Linked DNA regions of Mus musculus: all the other regions are linked to region 5. The links are chromatin contacts, called in public HiChIP or PLAC-seq and promoter capture Hi-C maps. All regions are on one chromosome and are shown on one strand. The core of a region is the stretch at or near the end of the contact, and the rest is flanking DNA. Distances in the headings are between cores, read along the strand shown.

The links. Promoter capture Hi-C pulls out the DNA fragments that hold promoters and counts their contacts. HiChIP or PLAC-seq counts read pairs in DNA pulled down with a chosen protein or histone mark.
Region 1: a contact with region 5 is called in a promoter capture Hi-C map of liver, with 11 times the contacts expected there. The contact joins the promoter of Hmox1 here to the promoter of Sin3b in region 5. A contact is called at or near these places in 7 of 39 promoter capture datasets (cranial neural crest, embryonic stem cells, frontonasal cranial neural crest and 4 more), 1 of 484 Hi-C or Micro-C datasets (B cells), 8 of 115 datasets of contacts at active chromatin or transcription factors (acute myeloid leukemia, embryonic forebrain, embryonic hindbrain and 5 more) and 1 of 9 other capture datasets (adipose tissue).
Region 2: a contact with region 5 is called in a promoter capture Hi-C map of hippocampal neurons, with 11 times the contacts expected there. The contact joins the promoter of Rasd2 here to the promoter of Sin3b in region 5. A contact is called at or near these places in 2 of 39 promoter capture datasets (cranial neural crest and hippocampal neurons) and 1 of 115 datasets of contacts at active chromatin or transcription factors (stem cell-derived neural progenitor cells).
Region 3: a contact with region 5 is called in an H3K27ac HiChIP or PLAC-seq map of embryonic stem cells, with 12 times the contacts expected there. The contact joins the promoter of Isx here to the promoter of Sin3b in region 5. A contact is called at or near these places in 3 of 39 promoter capture datasets (cranial neural crest, embryonic stem cells and hippocampal neurons) and 5 of 115 datasets of contacts at active chromatin or transcription factors (astrocytes, embryonic stem cells, neural tube and 1 more).
Region 4: a promoter capture Hi-C map of pre-B cells shows a contact between it and region 5, with 4 times the contacts expected there. The contact joins the promoter of Atp13a1 here to the promoter of Sin3b in region 5. A contact is called at or near these places in 1 of 39 promoter capture datasets (pre-B cells) and 1 of 9 other capture datasets (liver).
Region 6: a contact with region 5 is called in an H3K27ac HiChIP or PLAC-seq map of extraembryonic endoderm stem cells, with 15 times the contacts expected there. The contact joins the promoter of Tom1 here to the promoter of Sin3b in region 5. A contact is called at or near these places in 6 of 39 promoter capture datasets (cranial neural crest, embryonic stem cells, frontonasal cranial neural crest and 3 more), 8 of 115 datasets of contacts at active chromatin or transcription factors (cardiomyocytes, differentiating embryonic stem cells, embryonic limb bud and 5 more) and 2 of 9 other capture datasets (adipose tissue and embryonic stem cells).

The regions. Positions count from the first base shown.
Region 1 is chr8:75,091,759-75,095,352 of GRCm38.p6, reverse strand. Hmox1 (heme oxygenase 1) reads right to left here and starts at 1,735. Exons shown (of 5, transcript NM_010442.2): 1 at 1,581-1,735. The coding sequence starts at 1,603.
Region 2 is chr8:75,211,916-75,215,732 of GRCm38.p6, reverse strand. Rasd2 (RASD family, member 2) reads right to left here and starts at 1,789. Exons shown (of 3, transcript NM_029182.1): 1 at 1,655-1,789.
Region 3 is chr8:74,871,546-74,874,997 of GRCm38.p6, reverse strand. Isx (intestine specific homeobox) reads right to left here and starts at 1,824. Exons shown (of 4, transcript NM_027837.3): 1 at 1,141-1,824. The coding sequence starts at 1,357.
Region 4 is chr8:69,788,693-69,792,505 of GRCm38.p6, reverse strand. Atp13a1 (ATPase type 13A1) reads right to left here and starts at 1,343. Exons shown (of 26, transcript NM_133224.2): 1 at 865-1,343. The coding sequence starts at 1,251.
Region 5 is chr8:72,721,278-72,725,135 of GRCm38.p6, reverse strand. It overlaps Sin3b (transcriptional regulator, SIN3B (yeast)), which reads right to left and starts at 1,866. Exons shown (of 19, transcript NM_009188.4): 1 at 1,728-1,866; 2 at 986-1,092. The coding sequence starts at 1,826.
Region 6 is chr8:75,032,093-75,035,866 of GRCm38.p6, reverse strand. Tom1 (target of myb1 trafficking protein) reads right to left here and starts at 2,181. Exons shown (of 15, transcript NM_011622.3): 1 at 2,040-2,181. The coding sequence starts at 2,091.

The DNA of each region.
Region 1 (3,594 bases), core at 486-2,985, 2.4 Mb before region 5:
TGATGTTACACATCCTTAATTCCAGCATTCAGGAGGCAGAGGGAGGGCAGATCTCTTAGTTTGATGTCAGCCTGGTCTGTCTACATAGTGAAGGAAGTTCAGCACAGGGCTATATAGGAAGAGTCTCAAAACAAACAAACAAACAAACAAACCCACCAAATCCAACTTTCACACACACACACACACGCTCTATACTCAAAGTATCTGCATTAAATAGTTTCTGTAATCCAGCAGGAGGATTGGAGAGTTTCAGACCAGTCCGGCACGATCTTTAAATCAAAAAGGTGCCGATACTGTACCTTAGTGGTACAGTGCTTGCCTAGAATGTCTGAAGTACTAAATTCAATCCTTACTGCTAAAGTCAGGGATGAGGATTAAACACTGGAAGGAGGCTCAGCCAGGAAAAGCACTTGCCACCATGCCTGATAAGCCAATCTTTCTTGGAACCCACATGGTGGTCTGAGAAATGACTCCTTTCAAGTCCTCTGACCTTCACATGTTTAATGTGTCACTCTACATGCACAATAAATAAAATGTAATGAGACACTTTAAATAAAAATATAAAAATAAGGTTGGTGGGCTGGAGAGGTGGCTCAGCGGTCAAGAGCACTGACTGCTCTTCTAAAGGTCCTGTGTTCAATTCCCAGCAACCACATGGTGGGTTCTGACACCTTCATCTGCTGTGTCTGATGACAGCTATAGTGTACTCATATACATTAAATAAATAAATAAATAAATACATAAATATTTTAAAAAAAAACTTTTTTTTAAAAAAAGTATGATTGGGTTTATTAAAAAAAAAAAAAAAAAGAGCTGGGTGGAATGGCACATGCCTCTAATGTCAGCACTAGGGAGGCAGAAGCAGACAGATCTCTGAGTTCTAGGCCAGCCGGATCTACAGAGTGAATTCCAAGACATCCAGGGCTACAAAGAGGAACTCTGTCTCAAAAGTCAAAGAGGAGAAGGAGGAGGAGGAGGAGAAGGAGGAGGAGGAGGAGGAGGAGGAGGAGGAGGAGGAGGAGGAGGAGGAGGAGAAGCCAAGCATGGTGGTGGAGCACGTTCAATCTCAGGAAGCAAAGTGAAGCGAACTGGAGTTCAAGGCCAACTTGATCTACTAGGGAGTTCCAGAGTTCCAGGACTACATAGACCCTGTCTCCAAAACAAAACACACAAAAACCCCTCCTCTCCCCACACACCCCCAAACAAAAAACACCCCAACCTCAGCACCCTCTAGTTCTGCTACTGGCCTCCCTGCATCTTACAAATCGTCTGAGGTTGGAAATTGATAAGTGACCACTCCGCGCCAGCAAAAGACAAGCTCCCCAACCCCCAACCCCAAGAATAGTGAGTACGGGTTCCAGGACTTAGCAGTGCGTTCACCATCCCTCAAACCTGGATACTACAAGACACTCCCAATCGTCACCTCCAGCGTGTCAGAGGAGTGAATCACATTTTCTCCCTCCAGCTTCCCATAGCTACAGGTAGACTGGGCGGTAACTCGTCCCCTGGCCCCGCAGCCTGCATTCCCAGGCAGGATAAGGGACACCGGTCACAGCTCCCTTCCCCACACAGTCGCTTGCCTGTCGGGCTGTGGACGCTCCATCACCGGACTGGGCTAGTTCAGGCTGGTTCTGCTCGATTCAGGCTCCGGGCTATGCTCGAGACGGCTCTGCGCGGGCAGGCTCCACTCACTGGTTGTATGCGGAAACTCTGGAGGCGACTGGAGACCGTGAGCGAGCAGCTGCCCGCGCCAGCCCTTTAAGTACGCGGGTCACGTGGTGGCCGCCCAGCTGAGCCGGCGTTCTCGCTGCTGTTGCAACATCCAGCCCGGAGGCGGGCCCTGCCTGTAAGGGGATAAATCATATGACTCTGGCAAGTCTGTTACAAAAAAAAGGGAGAGAGAGAGAAAAAAAAGAGAAGAGAAGAGAAGAGAAGAGAAGAGAAGAGAAGAGAAGAGAAGAGAAGAGAAGAGAAGAGAAGAGAAGAGAAGAGAAGAGAAGAGAAGAGAAGAGAAGAGAAGAGATCTGAATGAGTTGCCTCTTGGCAGAATTTGGGTCCTTTCCAGAACCCTCTACTCTACTCAGTGACAGGAAGACGGGAGTAGCCCTTCAGGAATCTTGAAGGTTTCAGAACTATAAGACGATCCTAAATGTGAGATGCTGGTGGGCAAACCCAGGGATTGACCCACACTACCTGAGTCTACCTTCCCGGAACTCTTAGGATAGCTGGTTTTTTCAATCCTTTATGTTCACAGTTCTGCTTGGTTTGCTGACACTTGCCTTGATTAACTTTTCCATGGTTTATCCCTATATATCATGGTGGGGACATAGATGGCTCCAGTTTTACAGGTGGGGAATCTGAGCTGGAGGTTGAAGTGTTCTGCCCAGGGTCTCATGGAGTGCAGCACCCGAGTGTTTGGCTGCCTTCTCGGCGCTCTCCTAGAACCTGGTCCACACCATGACTTCCTGATGCCCAGGTACAGAAGACTGTGAAGTCAGGACACATAGCTCTGACACATCTATCACCACAGATACCCACTGCTGCTTAGCAGGGTAAGGCTTGGAATTCACCTTCTGAATTCCTGATGAGCTGGACTCTTCAGTACAGAACAGACATGACACAGACATACTGGGTGGTTCTTCAAAGCCTCCATAGTTTTGTATGTCCTCTTTTGTTGTTGTTAAAAGTATTTACTTCTTAAAATATTTCTTTAAAAAGTATTTACTATTTTCTGGGTAGTGATGGCACATTCCTTTAATTCTAGCACCTAGGAGGCAGAGGCTGGCAGATCTCTGTGAGTTTGGAACCAGTGTGGTCTACAGAGTGAGTTCCAGGACAGCAGAGGTTACACAGAGAAACCCTGTCTGGAGAAGACAACAATGAAAAGAATATTATTTATTTTATGTGTGTGTATAGGCCCATGTATATGTATGCATGCATTCATGCTGGGTGCATATAGGTGCCTGAGAAGGCCAGAAAAGGGCATTGGATCCCCTAGAACTGGGAATTAAGGTGGTAGTGAGCTGCCCATGCTCACAACTGAATTCAAGTCCTCTGTAAGAGCAGAAAGTACTGTCAACCACAGGCCATCTCTCCAGCCTCAAAATGACTTTTGATGTCAACAAAGATTTCATTCTTTTGTTTCTTTGTTTTGTTAATCCTGAGATTCTCCAGAAAAACCAACTCCAACATTTTGGGCCAAGTTAGAAGCAAGCTTTAAATATTAAATACTAACCTTTGGGGATGGACTTTGACCAGGTATGTTCTCTGGGATTTCCCAGCTGATAATGGCCTTGAGCCTCATGTTTCAGGGGTTTATAAGGACAAACCTATAGGCTCAGTACTTTCCCATGACCTACAACTCCCTGCATTCGGGTAGTTACCTCTGGTGTTCCTAAGCAGGAGGGATTTACAGTTAATTTTGGACATTATATTTTCTTTCTTCCCCCCCCCAAAAAAAACAGGGTTTCTCTGTGTAGCCCTGGCTGTCCTTGAACTCACTTTGTAGACCAGGCTGGCCTCAAACTCAGAAGACCAGGCAAAACTCAAACTCAGAGATCTGCCTGCCTCTGCCTCCCAAGTGCTGGGATTAAA
Region 2 (3,817 bases), core at 540-3,039, 2.5 Mb before region 5:
ACAGTGACCTGGACAGAAAAGCATGTGTATGGTGGGAGGTGGCCCCCCAGAGTGCAGGACAGACAGCATGGGGCAGGCCCTCCTTCCCAGCAGCCAACCTTGGTGGTCTAGAGAGAAGTGGGGAACTGAATGTATGAAGAGGGACCTGGATGTAAGCAGAGTGCTGGAAGGTACCTCAAAGATAGAAGTGGGGCTGTCCCCAGAAATAGTGCCCATCATCCCTAGGCATGTCATGCTGGGGCTGCCTTATTCTTATGAGACGCTCTGCAGGAACAGATGGGGACTCTAGTTCTCAGGAAAGTTGAGTGGCTGCCCGAGTCCAATCTCACCTCTTCAAAACACCACTCCCACCCCTCTAGTGGCTTCAACTAGTCTTCTCCTAATAGCTCTGACTCAGTGGAGCCCCAGTTGGCACTGGACAGGGAATGACTCTGTGATCCATGTTATAGTCCTGTTTCCTCTCTCCCTCTAGGCAGCTGGGGTGGCATCCTGCCCAGGACTCTGCATACCCTGCCAGCAGCTCACAAGCAGTGCAACTGTGGGCCATTCACCCTTGTGTCTGCCCCAGTGCTTGATGGGAGCTGAACAGGTACAGATTGGTCAGGATGAGTTCCTTGGGTGCACCCCAGAGCCAGGTTCACTACACTACCTGCCACACCTGTGTGCACATCCCAAGCCTCTTAGGACTGACACGCTGTAGTCCTGACTCCTCCCCTAGGCTCTGGGGAGTCTCAGGAGCTTTACAAAGCCACCCTTCCCATCCTGGGGATGTCAGGAGGGCAGAGAACAGGGGGCATCTGTTTCTGGATGATCAGCTGTGTCAGCACAGAACCTCTGAGTGATCTGGTTTGTGCACTCAGCTCACCTCTCTGTTAAACGTTGGGTAGAAACAAACGCAACACGGTCAGGTACCCAGAAACCTTTCCAATACAAGACTCTTTTCTTTGGGCAGTCTCTCTGAGTAGTCATGAGCCACCCGGCTGCTCCCAGCCCCGTGGACGACTTGCAGGGACTCTTTTTTGTCCCTCTGAGGCTTAGGAGGAACCTGAATCAGAGAGTCCAAAGCCGGTCGTTGCTCCAGACCCTAGTCTAGCTTCCAGGAGGTCCAGGACAATCCAATACCCTTCCTCATCCTTCGTGGACTGGTGGCAGAGGTGGGCAAGAGAGTGTGGCTCAGAGGCCCCACACACTGGCCACTTGAGTTCAGGAAACCATGGTAGCAAGGAAACATTGCAGGAAATGCTCCAAAGCTCAAGGGACGCTAGGATAGGTTAAAGGACCCCTGATCATTCTTGCTTGAGGTTTTATCTAGGGAGGGTAACTGCCTCTTCCTCTTGAGTCTCAGTTTCCTCCTTTTAAAGTGGACTGTCTCTTGGTCTAAAAGAAAGCTCCCAGGGACAAACGGAGCACACAAGAGCTCAATAAATCCACTTTCCTACGCTATGTAAGGGGCTAAAGACCACCAGAGGTAGTAGGCTAGGCATCTAGTGAGCTTAATGCTCTACGTGTATAAAGCATCTCAGCACGTAGAGGGTACAGTTTAAGTTTCCTTTGTCATAAAATGCCAGCGTCACCGAGCTTGCGTCCCTCTACTGAGCCGGCTGCCCCACTCCACCTAGCTACCTCTCCTGTTCTATTGGGATGTCTCCCTTACCTGAGAACAGCGGGACGGACCCCGAGCACGGCTTGGAGGGCTCCCTGGAAGCTCCTGGAGGTGCGGGGAGCCGCCTGCCGCTCCGACCGCTGAGTCTCCCGGCGTCTGCGGGGGCTCCAGGGTCACTGCGTACGGATCCTCCTGCGCGCGGCGCCCGGAGCTGGGCTGAGCGCGACAGGGCGAGGAGGCCCGCGGATCAGGGGATGATGACCCATGGGTGGGCTCCGAGGGCTCGGCGGGGCTGGGGCGCTGGGCTGGCTCCGGCTCGCCGCCGGCGGCCCTGCCCTGCCCCGACAGGGGGGACTCCGGTTGAGCCAGGTGCTCGAAGGTTTGGGGACGTCCAGTACGGGGTGCCCCCGCCTGGAGCTCCGCGCTGAAGGGGAAGGGGCACGACTCCGGGGATATAGAAGCGAACCCCGGAGACTCAGGAGGACTTTTGGGGGTGACGATCGGCCTACGAACCCGCCTGGCAGCTTACGTTACCTCCTTCTCTGGACGCAAAGCGGGTGGCCGCGTGCAGGGTAGAGGGGTTTGTGCGCCGGGCCGTCCTTCCCGGCTGCCCTCAGTCGGGCAGCCGACCCTCGCGGAAAGGACCGCCGCTTGCTCCTCGCCCGACGCCGCTAGCTGCGCTCAGCGCGCAAGTGGGAGGGGGCCTCGAACGCCGCCCCGAAGCTCAGCAGCTCCAACTTCGCCTGAAGCCCACGTCGCTCCGCACTGTGCCTCCTCTCCCCAAGCGAGGAGAAGTTTCTTAGGGTGGGTTCCTCCCTCGTGCTCTCCCGGTGGCTCAAGCTCGGGCTCCAGATGCGCAACCTACGCCTACCTCGGGCCCTGGCGCGCGCTACGTCCCGAGCCCACCTGCCCAGCGCCGCCGCCTGGGCTCTGCCGCCTGCACCCCGCCCCCGCCATGAGCAGCCAATCAGCGGCGGGTCCCGCGGCCAGGTCCCGCCTCCGCCCCACCCCAGTCTAGGAGCCGCGGCAATCTGCGGCTACGCGTGCCCGGGCGCGTGGGGCTGGGGCCGCGGGGGAGGAGGGCTATCCCGAGGCTTCGGCCACGCGCACCGTGACCGGAAGACCGTAAGGCACGGGCCTGGGAGGCTGACACTGAGCACGCACTCGCCCGCAAGCCAGCCCAAACTGTGGGAACCCGCTCCTGACCTCCCAACCTCGCCCTGAGCGAACCTCCACCCCCTCCGATGCCCACCTACGTTCGCCGGGAGCCCGGTCCAGGCCGCGGCTTCCATTGCGAACGCTTGGCCTGCGGAGCACATGGGCGGCACACGTGCAGCCACGAGGGGCCCTGAATCACCTTGGGTAATGGAAGCAGCTCAGAGTGAACTCTATGGAGAGACCTCCTCTGGCTTGGTGGGACCTAGTCTTCCCGTCCCTGACAGAGCCAGAGCGTGCTATCCTAGGGAGCGCTTTGAACCAAGCCAGACATCAGGCGTTCTTGCTTCCACGGGCCACATATTTCTTAATGTTTTCTTTAATCCAAGACCCGCTACCCCCAACACATTTTTCAGTCTCATTAATGTCATTGCCTTACATGGGAAGCCTGTGTCCCAGGCCATAAATAGAAGGTTAGTATAAAACAAGCCCGAAAACAAAGCAAGGCCTCTGAACTGCAGCTGGAGCCTGCCTTTATCCAGGGAGATGTGCGGGCGAGGCTTGGAAGGGGTGGAAGTTCTTTCGCCCAAAGCAGACATTTTTCTACGGACTCCTTTAGGTGGACCAGAAAGAAGTAGGTGCTGTGTTCCCTTCAATTCCTGGTCCTGCGCATAGGGAATGTCTCCTTTGTGGGACAGCCTTCTCTGGGAGCTGTGTGTGTCATAGGCAGGAAAGCCTGGGTGAGAGCTCTGTGCTCCAGTTCTGTCGCTCACCACCCAAATGTTCCTCCCTGGACCAGTTGTGGAAGTCTCTGGTCCATGCTTGGGTTATTTTTGAATGAGCATCAATACTGCCAAGTCCATTGAGTAACAAAATCGTTAACATGGCCTTGGGCTTAAAACACAGGAAATGGGTTGCTCATCAAACATTAAAGTATCTTGACATCCTCCAGGAATACTATATGAGAGAAGATGCATCGGGATGGGGGAGGGGCCAGGAAGAGGTGGTTTGCCGGTCCCCTTGGGCCGGGGTTTAAGGCCTAAGTCTAGGCTTCAATGT
Region 3 (3,452 bases), core at 575-3,074, 2.1 Mb before region 5:
TGTGATGGGGAGGGTGATATTCATTTATACAGCTGCAGCAAGAGAGACCTAGGTTAAAGACCCTATTGAACTGGCTTCTGTGAACCCTCGATTGACTGGAAGATACCAGTGAACTTCAGAGAGCTGAGCCCAAGGCCATCTTCTATCAGAGAAGCAGCCAGCTCCCCTGCTGCTTAGGCTAATGCCACTTCTGGATCTTCTCTTTGCCTGGAGCTGAGCACAGCCCCTGTAAGGAACCTCTGTGGGAGGCTAGCTTGCAGAAAGGCTCTGTGTGGGAAGGAAACGCTGTCAAGGACTCCCCTGAGCTATCTGCCCAGCATTTTCTTAGATGAAAGTGTGGAAAGGGGTAAGAGCTGGGTCTGATGTGAGACACTCCTGGCCTACAGACTCCTGACCAAATGGTCTTTGAAATTTCATAAGCACCAACATCACTCCCCACCCCACCCCACATTTATCGAACTGTTTCACAGAGTAAAGCTGAGATCAGAGAGGACAGGAACTCATCTAGAGTCACACAGCTCCCTAGCTCTTACACCTAGGGTATCCACCACCCTGAGTGGATGCTGGCTTGAATGAGAGCCTGACAACTATCTGCTTACTTATTTAGGTGCATTCCCTCTGGTGAATACAGACTTGGGTTTGGGGACTCTGTGAGGACAGACCCCGACAAAGTTTCAGCTACTAGAAGCCATGCAGGCTGAGCTCAGCTCATGGGGAGAATGTGCTAGAAGTAAGGCTTTGGGGTTCCAGGCCCTGAGTTCAGATTGTGACTTCCAGCTTTATAACTTGGTAACATTATCCATCTCTTTTCTTATTAGTCCAGTTATCACAATCTCTGTCCAAATGGAAGGAAAGTGCCCACCACCTCATCAGTGCAGAATGAATGTGACTGATAATTCCCAGCCATGGCCTGGTCACAAGGATAAGCTCTGGGCCCCTGCACATCACAATGACCTGAGCCTATGTGTTTATGCACTCTGAATACCACAGTTGTATATTAGACTGAAAGGCTTAAAAAGCAACTTGTTTAAGACCTACTATCCCTTTGGATGTCACAGCCCCCCTATTTTATTGACAGAGATCATTTGAGTCTCCCACCCCTTCCCCAAGAACAAAAGAAAATGACCAGAAATCACTTACCTTGGGGCTGATCCTGTGGGGGCCTCTCCAGCTTGGAACCTGGGATAGTTGTCTGCCTGGAGTCCTCTTTACAAATGCTTTGTGGTCTGGGCAAACTTCTTCTTTCTGTGGGTTTCTTCAGGATTGCCTCAATGGAGAAGGACAAGCCCAGATTCTCTGGGGCTTCACAGTATCCTGAACTCTTCTCCATGTCCCTGTGGATCGTAGGGCCTGCCATGGCCTAGCCCTGCTGCTAGGAGGAACACTCTGTGTGTGCCCAGGGAGATGCCAGCAGAGGGTGGTATATTTTCTTCCCGGAGCTTCTGGGGACACAGAGGTGGTGATTGGGAATCCTGATGCTGGGTAATTCAGCCACAATTCCTTGGACACAGGGACTTCCATGGACCTTGAACACCTTTAAGACTAGGAGGTGGCTTCCAGCAGAAGAGCTGGTAGGCACTTGTCCTCTATCCACAGGTCTATAGTTGTCACCAAATAGAGGTTCAATTTTCCAGAGAGGATCTTCTTGGTGGTGGAGGCTTTCACAGTTACCAGCCTAGGCAAGGATCCTGGAGCGAACTGAGTAATGGTACCAGAAAACAAAGAGAAAACAGGCAGGGTTGGTGGGATGAGGTTTGGAGCCAGCATCCACCTTTGTCCTCTCTCTGACTTGTGTCCCCTTCCTGCTGGCTTCAGGCAGTCCCTGGGAGGCTAGGCTGCCACCTATGGGCCCTAGATGGCCAAGTGAACCCTGAGCCTCTTTGTGGCTGAAAGGTCTTCTCAGAGGCCCTTCTGGACTTCCTCAACCCAGCTTCCAGTCTCAGGAATGAGACTTCCAGGGCTCCTGTGCCTCTGCAGATCTTCAGGTAGAGGCTAAGGTCGATGCTGGCTCCCTGCGGGGGTCTGTGCTCACTTTTACCTCAGGCCTGTGGTCTGAGGCCAGTGCTCTCTGGGCTGGTGTTGGCTTTATTCTGTTCTCTTCTCCCTGACTTCCAGTCACATAGTAAATTCTTTAGCCACTCGTTTCTCCTTCTTTTGGGGTTTCCTTATTAATTTTTCCTGCTTGATCACCCTTTACTGTCTTCAAGACAGCCACAAAGATTCCCAGTCCAGTAAACTCTGGGCTTGGAGCTGACAGTCACTGCTCTATCTTGCCAGGAATTCTGCTCAGAGAAATGTGTAACCAAGGAGGAGGGTGGGCTGATAAGGGAAACAAGTCCCCACCCTAGGAGATGGGATGGGATGCAGGTGTTGGGTGGAGAGCTGAGGGAAACAGCCAGGATTGGAGGATAGACACAGGATGCCTTGCAGAGGCGTGGTGCTGAAGAAATGGCCAGGTGGAACAGAAGAGCAGAAGGTGGGGGAGGAACGGCCAAGGCGCAGCGAAATGTGTTAAAACACTTAGGAGAATTTGTGGGATTTGCAGAGGTTTATAGGGTGAACCTGGGTGTGATGGGTGAGGCTCAGCCAGGGGTAGTCCCTCACAGATGTGTTTCTTGGCTTACCAGTGCTAGAGCAGGGAAGGCATTCTAAAGCGTGTGTAGGGCATATGGAGAAACCGAGGCTCAGAACAAAGGGGTACAGGGGATGGAGTGACAGGAGGAATTTAAGGACTGTCCTGCGAAGCCTCAGAGTGTTACAACACAGAATGACCAATGCCCTAACCAACTGTGAATGTGAACCTCATGTTAGAATGCAGACCTCTCTACAGGGGGATGTGGGGTAGGCACAGTTGTTCCCCTTTCTTTGAGTTGGAGGGGGAGGAGTTAGAAGACGGAGGACTTCCCTGAGATGGGGAAACAGACGAAGAGGTCCTGTTCAGGAGCAGATCTTCTGGAAGTGCCAGAATCTCTGATTTAGTGGGGAGAGATTAGGTTCTGCAGTGATCTACAGAGGCTCATGCCAGCTGGAAGAAGCAGGGATTTTCCAACAGTGAAGCCGCCATCTTCTGATTGATTGATTGCAGGCTCCAAGGGAGGGGCGAGAGCAAAGTGGAGAGTGTTAGTGAGTCAGAAGCCTTAAGTGGTTTATGGGATGTCTACTCCTGCTCTGCAGGCAGCCGAGTCACATGATTGGCTCTCTGAATAGATCCTGGTGCTTTCCTCAAAGCCTGAAACAAATTCATGAAGACAGCAACCAGTCTGGTGTTCTTATATATATTTACTTTCTGAGTTTGAAATTAATTGGCATTTCATTTCTGTCTCCTCATCTTGGTTTTAGGTTAATGTTTCACTTGGGTCAAGTAAAGAAATCTAGGAGAGGTGTGTTAACAAACAGCAAGTTGGACAAATGGACAGTTTGCTCACACAACAGTTAAATTTATGCATCTTGAT
Region 4 (3,813 bases), core at 94-2,593, 2.9 Mb after region 5:
GGCTTCAAATCTGGTGATCTGTAGTGTGCTCACTGGGTATTACCCTCAACCTAGAGTACCTTAAAGTCAGTGCTTCCTGTAGTGACACTATGTTTAGAGTTCTGAATTTAGAATCACTGCACCATTCTGACAAGCCCTCATCTTAACCATACCTTACCGATAACTTGAGACTCTACGCTATTTTAAGTCACTTACAAGTAGTTCCTGGCCATCTTCAGCACCAGAATGAATTACACTCTCTTTTGGGTCTAGCAAGGGACAGACAGAAGCTGAACACTGGGCCATAGGACTTGGCTTCATACATTTGGGGGTATTACCCCACAGGTCTAATCTAACACTTAAAAAAAAAAAAAAGAAAGAAAGACCAACACAAGAGTAGAAGCCAGAAATAGTGACACAGGCTTTTAACCCGAGAACTCTGGAGGCAGAGCTAGGCGGTTCTCAGTGAGTCCTAGACGACCCAAGGCTGCATAGTGAGATCCTATCTTACAGGAAAAAAAAAAAAAGAGTAAGAAAAGAAAACCAAAACCAAGGTAGGAGATGACGGAGAAGCAAGGCGGAACCGTTCCAAGAACAATACACCATATGGGAGCTAAGAGAACAATTCACACTAACAGTAGCATATGGATCCTGCTCTAAGTGTGTTCCAGGTGTTTCTTGTGAATCAAAATAACCAGCCACAACTGCATGGCGAGTCACAGCGGGGTCAGAAGTAGGCCTGAGCCATAGGACAGGGGGCGCCGCTGGAGAATCGAGCTGTTAAGATTGGAGACTCGCAAGCCCGCGGCAGCCCGGTACCCCCGCTAGGCCCCATTGTGCCTGGGTCCCGGTCCGGGTCGGGGTCGGGCGCGCGCGCGCACTTACCGGGGTGCAGGTGAGCGCGCAGTGCGCGTGCACAGACCAATGCCCCGACAGGACAGTGAGTGCGTGCGCGAGGCAGATGGTGGCGAGCGCCAGCAGCGCGGCCTCGGGTATCTGGGTCCAGCTGCTGCCCCATCCCCAGCAACCGCTGGCGGCGGCGCCCAGCCAGGCTGGGTACAGCAGCCCGGCAAACGGCAGCACGGTGAGGCGCCGCAGAAGCGCCAGCCGCCGGTACGGCCACACGGCGGCCACCAGTTCGTCGCCGTTCGCTATGAGTGCTGGCCCGGCAGCTAGGCCCGGCCGCAATCGCGACCCAGGCTGAGGAGACCCGTTGTCCCGGGCCCCGCCAGGCCGGGCTCCGCAAGGAACCGCGTTGCCCACCACCGCCATCTTTCCCAGCGCTGCGCTGGCTTCCGGCAGAGGCACCGCCCCACTTCCGGTCTATTACTTCCGGTAAGGTCTGAGCGCCACCTTGGAATAGGAAGCGCCTAGGTAAACCGTTAGGTGGGTTAACACAAGTGTCTGTTCAGGGCGCCGCCATGACAAAGAAGGTACCAAAGGTCCAAATCAGCTTGCTAAGGTCGGCCGTGGCGAACTAAGAACGCAAAAGATGTAGACGGGCAGGGCGGGATTGACATCAGCAAGAGACCCTGAAACGGAAGAGCCCGTCCCTTCTCAGCAACTTTTCCGGCATCTATCTAGGAAAGAGCCTCCGTTTGGGGAGGAGAAAAGCTTACCCTAAGATACAAACTTTAGGACTTGGGACCTTTTGAGGGCGGGTTTGGGAGGAGGCGGAGCTTTCGCAAGGTAGGGTTGAGGGTGCCTTTTCCATGCAAGCCATACGGTAATAAGTACACAAGGTCACATTAACATAAATGGAAAATTAGGTACTTATGAAATATACTATGATGCTTTATGCAACTATTCTGTACAAGTACTGTTATTTAAACACAGCCATAAGAAGGTTTTGAAGATTTAAAAATATATAAGTATGTATCTGTCTCTGTGTGTGTGTGTGTGTGTGTGTGCGCGCGCGCGCTGTGCAGTTCCTACGGGGCCCTAAGAATTCGTCTGAGGTGGGAGCGGGTAAAAAAAAAAAAAAAAGAATGTGTCTGAATCCTGGATTTGGAGTTACAGTTAGTTGTGAGTGTGAGTTCTGGGAATTAAATACAGATCCTCTGGAAGAGCAGCCAGTGCTGATAGTGGCCGCTGCCTTTGACTCGCGAGTGCTGGCCACCCTACCCAGATCCAATATAGATCATTTTTATTCTTTTTCAATGTTATTTTGCTTGGTAGTGCAGGGCATCTCATGTATAAGCAAAGCTGAAGTAGGAAGATGACAACTTCAAGGTCATCTGAGAACTTAAGGAGACTTTTTCCAGACTTAAAAAAAAAAATAAAAGTGTTGGCTAGTTCAGTGTTAGAGTGCTTGCCCAGCATTCTTGAAATCCTGGGTTTCATTCTTTGTAAAAACAAACAAATAGAAAAACTCACACAGCCCCCTGACTGCAGCCTGCTGTTGCATAGTGATTTTCTCTCAGTTGAAATGACTGGAGGAAAGTTTGATAAGAGGACTAAGGAAGTTCTAAAGGCAGGCCTTGTCTCCTCGCTTCTCTTCACTCTATCCCACCCCAGGGGATTAGTCTCCAGTCCTTGGGCTTGGCAGCAAATGCTCTTGCCCTCTGAGCCTGCTCTCTACAGAGAGGTCCGTTAAGACTCAGGAAATAATTCAGAGGCTGAAGAAATTCCTGAAACCTTAGCAGGTGCAGCAGGCTCACTTCTCCCCGAGGTTATTAGGCAGGCAAGTTCATTGCAAGTACGGCGGAGAACTCTAGGTTTGCAGTTTGGAGTGATCACCATTTGGGGGTGTGCCTTCACCCCCAAATGACCTCTCAGTCATCCTTGCCAGCCAAGTTTAAGCAGCCACTAAGCCATATTCCTGCGATAACTCCAGTAAGCTCTCTGATTCATTGACTTGAACTTCAGTGTTTTTTTGTTTTGTTTTGTTTTGTTTTTCGAGACAGGGTTTCTCTGTGTAGCCCTGGCTGTCCTGGAACTCACTTTGTAGATCAGGATGGCCTCGAACTCAGAAATCCACCTGCCTCTGCCTTCCGAGTGCTGAACTTAAAGGTGTGCGCCACTATGCCCTGCTAAACTTAAGTGTTTTTATTACATTCATCTGTCATCTCTGGGGTGAGTTGACGTTTGTCCACATCTCTGTAGGAATAGTGTCACACAGCATAAATGGTGCCTGCACAACTGGGACTGGTAGAACCAAATAAAGGGAGAGGTAAGTGCCTGCTCCCTTCCTGGGCGCTGAGGCTGGGCCTGAGGCTGGTTCGTGTGAGGGAGAACATCTGTGGGTGAATCCCGTTATGGCTAGTTCTCCCTGTGGTGGAGAGTGATATGCTTTCCTGCTGTAGTGGTGGCTGCACGCTTCCTGCCATAGATGATAGGACAAGCAATCATGCATGAGCCATCTGACATCTGTGGTGGGAATCCCAGGGTGACCATCTTGCTCTGCTTGGAAAAGGGTGTCCTGTCTTTTTGATGAACAAGATCTACCTCGTGTTTGGGGATGATGTAATAATGTATTACAACTCTTTTTTTTTCACAATATTTTAAGCATATTTTATTTACATTACTTATTGAAAATATCTGGTGTACTGGAAATGATAAGAATCTTTACATATTTTACTTTCCATTTTTTTCCCATTACTTTATATATAGTAAGACGGCTCTTATAAGTCTTTATAAGGGAACCGGAAGCCATAGTTCAAGGAGCCTAACTTTAAGTAAGACAATTAGTAAGGACTAGGATATAAACCTGTTTGTAGAAGACAATATATTACATTCAAAGACAACAGGCTTTGTAGCCGACAGAATAAACATTAGAAGCTCCAAGGGATGGTCCTCCATGTGTCTCATGATGCCTTTCCTTTGAGGCATCAG
Region 5 (3,858 bases), core at 617-3,116:
CTCAAGAGTTAGGTGCTGGGCTGAGACTCAACAGGACACAGTTCTCCAAGCAATGTGAGAAATTCCCTCATATTTTATGAATTAGGGAAAGGTAAGGATACACTTTCATTTTTTTACTAAAGGAAGTGTTTAAACACCAGAGCCTTCAAGTTAGGGGACTGGTAAAGTTGAAATGACATGAGGGTCTTCTTCTGGCTTCAGTACCCTGAATATCCACAAGAAACCAGCCCAGGCCGTCTACACTTCCTGAGAGCAGACAGGCAGGTCAGTACCAAGATCTGTGGGAAGCGGTCTGACTGACAGCCTGGGTTCTAGCTCCACCCACCTGTCACTAGGATGAGTCCCTTACCTAAACCAAGCCACACCTCCCAGAAGATTCTAGAAGACACGGACATTAACTCAGAAACAACCCAATACGCCTAACTGCTCTGTGTCTACAAAACAGTTCCTGTTCATACCACACTGGTTCCAGATTAGTAAGTGCTATTGAAAAGCATCGTAGGGACAAGAGCTAAGAGATCATAAGTAATATTTTCCTGCAGTATTAACAAAAAATGCTTCCCCAAACAATCAAAATCTGTACCCCATTTATTTTCTGTATTTGGGCATGTACCACAGATCTCAAGGGCAGGTCAACAACTTGTAGGAGTTAATTCTCATCTCTCTAGGGCTGAAACTCGGGTGGTCAGGCTTGGTGGCTGGCACTGCTACCCTCTGGGACATCTTACCCACCCCCAAATCAACATTTTAAATAAAGACTACACCCAACACTCCCTGTTCAGGCCTCGATTCCCCAATTCCTTCACCCCTTCCAGGAATCCCATCAGTTCCTCAGAACCACCTCATCTTGCGACTGTTTTAGAAGAGATTCCCAGGGCCCTCCAATCCTGTGCATGATTAACAGCTGAGGAGACACAGTGTAGTTGGTTTGGGGGTTAGAGGGCTCAGCCCCCAGCTCCTGGGTGTACAAGGCCCTGCAGATTACCTCTGGCTTTTGAACTCCTTCATGATCTCCAGGAAGCCGTTGTAGGTGGCAGGGTCACTGCCAAAGCGGATCTTCACCTGGTCGAGGTAGGTGAGAGCGTCCTCCACCTGTGGGGAACAAGAAGGCCAGAGGTGGGCCAGGGTCGCGCGATGCAGTGACTGATGGCTGGAAGGCCAGGGATAGAAGAGGGGTGGCACGGGGCAGCAGAGGGCCGCGAGGATAACTGCGGTGTTACTGGGAGGGCCGACGTCCGACTAGAAGGACCGAGAGCCTGCGGGTAGGACCAAGAGCCTGCGGGTAGTCCCGAGAGCCTGCGGGTAGTCCCGAGGGGCCTCGAGGAGTTCCGGGTTGGACCGAGGACCGGCGGGGACGACCGAAGGGTCTCGAGGAGGACGCGAAATCCCTTGGAAGACCGAGGGGCGTAAAAGGGAAACTACGGGCCAACTAGGAGGATCGAAGGTTTTCGGGGTGCACCGAAGGGTCCCGGGGATGACAGGGATCGCAGGAATGACTGAGAGATGTCGAGAAAGACCTCTGTATCTCTGAGAAGTCCGAGGAGCGGCGGAAATGAATTGTTAGGGGGAAACCGAGGGGCTGCCGCGAAGACCGAAGGATTCCGCGGAAGGGGTGTGGGGTCCCCGGGCCCGGCTGCGCAGAGAGGAGGCCAAGGCGGGGCCGCACGGCGGGGCGCCATCCCCGCGGGGGTCCGAGTCCCCAGGAAGAGGCTAAGGACATCACTCACGTGCACCGGCAGCTTCTCGTGCCCTCCGGAGCCCGAACGACCCCAGCGGGAGCCACCGAATCCCCGGCCCGCGGAGCCTCCGCTGCCTGCATGCGCCATGTTGGAAGTCAGAGCCGCTTCTGCCCCGCCTCCGCCTGAGCCCTGGTCGCGCTTGCGCGGGCCCCGCCTCCTAGGGGGTGGAGACTCGTGGCGTCAAATAGGGGAGTGTCCACATAAGGGCCTTGCTGGACGGGGCGGGAGGTCTTTCTCAACTTATGTGCCCTGGGGGTCTGTGGCCACCTGGAAGGCCTAAAGTGTTTTTTGATTTGTTTTGTTGGAGGGAAAGAAAGTAAAGCAAAGTTGAAGAATATTTCAAAACGCATTAATTCTATAAACTTCACATTTCAGTGTGCAGGCTCGCTTGTGATCTCAGTACCGGGGAGTCTGAGAGGAGACCACTGAGAGGTCTAACCTAAACTGGGGTACATAGTTAAGACTGCATCTCTAGGGGCTGGAGAGATGGCTCAACGCTCAACGGTAAGAGCACCGACTGCTCTTCCGAAGGTCCTTAGTTCAAATCCCAGCAAATACATGGTGGCTCACAACCACTCGTAATGAGATCTGACGCCTTCTTCTGGTGCATCTGAAGACAGCTACAGTTTACTTATTTATAATCATAAGTAAGTCTTTGGGCAGGAGCGAGCAGGGTTGGCAGGAGCGAGCAGAGGTCCTAAAATTCAATTCCCAGCAGTCACATGAAGGCTCACAACCTTCACTGTAGTGTACTCAAATACATTAAATAAATAAAACTTAAAAAAAAAAAAAGAAAAAAGACTGCATCTTTAAAAAAAAAAATGACAGTTAGGTGTTGACCTTGTCTCAAAAAGAGAGAGAGGGAAAACAAGCTTAGATGTCTGTGTTGACCCAAGACCTCAATAGTGATATTTGCAAGGCTCTGGTGCTTTCTGGAACAAGTTTCTGAATGTCTATTCTGTGAGGTTGATACAGCAATGGGCTGTAGGTGAGCAGCATCCATTCAAGAGCCATGTGGACTGAATTCTTGCACTGGGTGTGTATGTGTGTGTGTGCACGTGTGTGTACATATGTGTAGGTAAACTCACTCCTGTGTGTGTGTGTGTGTGTGTGTGTGTGTGTGTGTGTGTACAGAGACCAGAGATGGGCACAATCTTTTATCACCCAGCCCTTGTGTTTTGGGGGCAGCATCTCTTACTGAACCTGTAGCTCATTGTCTTCACTTGATACAGTGGCCATGGGTCCACCTGTCTCCACAGTAGTGCTGGGGTCACAGCCCCTAGTCTGGATCCTCCTGCTTGCTTAGAGCAAGCTCTTTACCCATTAACTCCTCTCAGAGTGACATTCCTTGATTCCGTTCACAAATGTGTGCAAACCTGGATCATGGGACCTCTGCTTCCAGGCTGACCTATCCTCCGTTCCAAACACCTACATAGTGGCTCACAACTGCTTGTAACTCCAATTTCAGGAGATCTGGCACCTTCACTGACCTCTGTAGACACTAGGCACATGTGGTACACATGTGATACATGCCAATTGAATATCCATATATTCATAAAACAACTTTTAAATTTAAACAAGGTGGAAATCAGAAGAGGAAACTACTTGATGTGGACCTCTGGCCCCCACATGCTTCCATACACACATGCATCCCTATGTGCACATGATAACATAAGGACCTAATCAGCTCTCACCCCTTAGCTTCCTCCCTGCTGCCAGTGCCCTCCACGCTGTGAGGATGTGCTCCCAGCACATGCCAGCCAAATCCAAACTCCAGCAATCACCGGGCATGTCAAAAGTAATGGGGCTTTATACACATACTTATGACCCCAGAAGAGGTGGTTTTCTGGCAGGCATGGTGGCCAGCAATGAAGCAGTAGTGACAGAATCCTAGAGCAAGGTGGCAAGCCAAGATGACTACATTGGCCAGGTTAAGCGACTGCAATGTTAGTTTTGAGTCATTTGGAAAGAGGGAACCTCAACCAAGAAAATGCCTCCATCTAGCTGGCCTGTGGGCAAGTCTGTGGGGGATTTTTCTTAATTGATGGTTGATGTGGAAAGCTCCAGCCCACTGTGGGTTCTGACTATCCTGGGCTGCTGGTCCTGCTGAGTTTAAGAA
Region 6 (3,774 bases), core at 932-3,431, 2.3 Mb before region 5:
GCAGCATGTGGCATGGCAGCACTCCAGACTGTGAGACCAGCAATTATCAAGGTGTTTGTGAATTGTGAGGCCAGTGACACTGGGCTCTGATTAACACCACTTAATGACTGCTATCCTCTAGGATGCCAATTCTATGAGACTCCACTCTCAGGGCAGGAAGTCAGCAGACCTGGGAAGACACCACTTTACTCCTGCAGCAAAGAGGGGCTTGGATTATAAGAATACAAGCAGCTAAAACCTGCTTGTCATTAATCATCACAGCCAGTCAGGTCTTCTCTACTTGGAAGCTGATGGGAGACGACTTCTTGAGTCCTGAAGTTTCTGACCAACCTGGTCAACACTGCGAGACCCTGTCTCAAAAACAAATGCAGACTCAATCTCCAGTGCTTCTATCTCTATACACGGAAGAGTATGTAACACCGATACTGTTGTTGTTCTTTAAGTTAGGGTCTCTGTAGCCCAGGCTGGACTTGAGTTCAAAATCATCCTGTGTCAGCTTCCTGAATGCTGGGATTATAGGCATGTGCCACCATACCTGGCTCTTTTACAGCTTTGCCATCTTGTCTCAATTCACTTGGTTTTGGGTCTTACTCTGCAGCTTATGTTACCCTGCAACTAATTTCAGAATCAGCTAGCCTGGGACTTTGTGTCAATCCTCCTGTCTTAGTCTCCTGGGTATAGGATTACAGATGTGAACCACTGCTTCTGGTGGGAAATTTCAAAACGTGTGGTTTCCCAGCCAGTTGCAAAGAGAACTGGGAACCCTACACCTGCCCATCTGAGTCTTGGATAGGTCTGACATGAACCCCAAGGCAGAAAGGGTCCAGCAGTGAGATTTAGTCAGTGTTCTGAGGTACTGATGTAGCAGTACTCTTAATCAGAAGTATTTCTTGCCCAAGGCAGGCAACTTTCAGGGCAGGAGAGATGCTGAGCTTTGAACTGACAGGCAGTTTAAAAGACTGAACCCAAAAGACTTTATCCAAAAAGTCTCAGGACTTTGAGGCTGGCTTTGAAGGCCAGACTAATTTGCCTGTTTTACATAGGAAATCTGCGAAGAAGACTGCCTTCTCTTTCCAGGTCTCAAACAACGATTTATGGTGAAGCACCTGGGCTTCAGGCATCAGAGCTCCCTTGCAGAGAACTGATGAGAACCTCAAAAGAGCTACTAACAGCTGCAGTGTTGGTTACAACACAGAGCTGGGTTAACAGTTTCAGGGGAAGCCTTAGCTTTCAGATTCGGCCTTCCCAATTTCACAATGCCGTCGGGACCCTTCAGGTAAGGGGGTATGGATGTCACGCCCAGACCACCCATTCCTGGGGAAACGTCGCCGCCTGGCCTTTGCCCGAGAGTAGGTGCTGGGAGCCGGCACCTTCCCATGGGCTCCAGCCCCAGTAGGTGGTAACACGTTGACAATGACAGGCGTTAGCCATGTGCCAGGAAACATCCTCAGTGCTATCTTATTAATGCATTTAATGATCAAACAAGTCCAGGAAGGCTGGGCCATGACCCTTTAACTATGGGCGAGGACCATCACGGGGGCGACGTCACATAAACCCGAGACTCCCGACCATGGGGACAGAGGCGCGGCCGAACCTAGACACCCCGGCGTCTCGGAATGTGAAGAGTCGGTGACGCGGCGAATGATCAAGACGCCGCCAGCCCGGGAGGGGCTCTTAGTCTGCGCGCGCCCGGTGGTGGCGCGGCCCAACGCCTTCTCATCACAGCAGTCCCTTTAACCCAAACTTTCTCCCTCTACTCGGACCCCAGCACGCACACATTGGCTGAACCACATCCGCCCAGGACCGCCTCCTTCCACTGCCTATTGGCTACATCAAGCATCAATCCCCATATAAGACTTCCGATTGGCCCGTGTTCTTGTCAATCAGGTGGGTCATAGGGTGGGCGGAGCCCAGAGCGCCGCGCCAGCCTCACCGCCTAGCCTCCCTCCTGTCTGCCAGACTGCGGACTCCGACAGGTCCCAGGGCCAAGGCCAGAGCGGCACACAGGGGCGGGACTGCGCGCGGCTCCGGGGACTCACCGATCCGTTGTCCCACCGGAGAGCTGAACGGATTTCCCAGGAGAAAGTCCATTGCCGCGGCTACCGCTGCCACCAGCTCCCAGAATCAGGTGACAGCAACCGCCGGCGCCGCCGACCCGCCACGTGACCCGTTGGCCAGCCCGCGGGGTGGTGCCGGCAGGCGGGGGCTCTGGAGCGCAGCCACGAGGCCCCGCCCCCTACTAGGCTGCCCCTGGGCCGTGGCTGACGCCACACCAGGGCGGGGCCTGGGAGGGCCGGCTTCTAAGCCACGCCCCTGAAGCTTCAGTGCGCGCCACTGTGGAGCCTGGAAGTCTTGACATCCTGAAACTGGGTCTCTGGCCAGGGAAAGACCTGGGTCAGGTTACGCATACTCAGACAGGTATTAGTATTAGTGTCTTAGCCTTTAGTCCTGGGGACCAAGCCCTGAGGATGACAGCCTCCTTGCCCAAGTCGGACTCGAAATTTCCATTTGATGTCTCCCCGCTCCAAGAGCCAGAGGAGGCAAGGGCCTGGGTTTTTGCTCTCTTGAGACAGAGAATGAACTGCCTGTCCTGTGGCAAATGCTTTCACCTCATAAGCCACCTCATCTGCCTTGGCTCTCACCTGGCAAACCGGAAAAGTGCTTTTTCCTTATCTGTTCCCCTCAGCTGTAAATATCCATAATGTAATGCTTTCAGAGTATTGAGGTGACATGAAAATCACTCATAAGGCATTCCGTAATGGTTGCTTCCTCCTTGCTGTATCTTTGTAAGGCATTATGTTTTAAACTTTTAAATTTTTTTTTAACTCTATATGTGTGTGTTCCATGGTGCATACAGAGAGGTCAGAAGAAAACGTGGAGGAATCGATTCTCTCACCACATTTAATCTGAGATTAAACAAGTACTGTGGGCCATCACACTTCCTCCTCCATTTTGGCAGGGCTCATACCTAGGACTTTGCCACACTGAAACCCGGTGCTGCAGTCCCCCCCACCCCCCCTTTTTTTTTGACAATATCCCTTGTCTGGCCTCAAACTCAGATCCCTGGGGTGTTGGAATTGGAGAAGTATGTGCATCATAGCATGCAGCCTTATTATTATTATTATTTTTTTTTTGCTACTTATGACTTTTAACATTTTGTTTTTCCATTAACTTTTTCCTTAACCATGAAAGGTCAAATTTCCATATTTCAATGTTCACAGTATTAGCACATATTCACTTCAGGCCATGTGGCTGTTGACTCAGAGACAAGGAGGTGACATCACATTTTTTTTTTATTTAAAATAGACAAGACTCTGGAAAGCTCCTGGGATATGAACTGTCTGTTTTTTGGCATAGAATTTTCATGCAACTCTGACAAAAGATTGATGGATACTTTTTGATTTAGGCCAATAGCAATATTTTAAATGGTTTCATTTGCTATGCCACAACTATCATATTCTCTCCTTTTATAATACATGCAAATGATATTTGAGAGCCTTTACATATAAGGTGTGTTCAACCTGAGACCCAAGGGCTGCATGGCCCAGGATAGATAGGAACATGGTAACTTGACCTTTATTTCAGGATTTGGTTTTAAAATTTTTAAATTTTGTGTTTGTGTGTGTGTGTGTACCTCTGTGTGGGTATATGCACTTGTGTGCTGGTGCCTAAGGAGGCTACAGAGGGTGACTGATCCTCTGAAACTGGAGTTACATTCAATTGGATGAGTGTTGGGATCTAACTTGGGTCCTTATCAAGGGCAGGAAATATTCT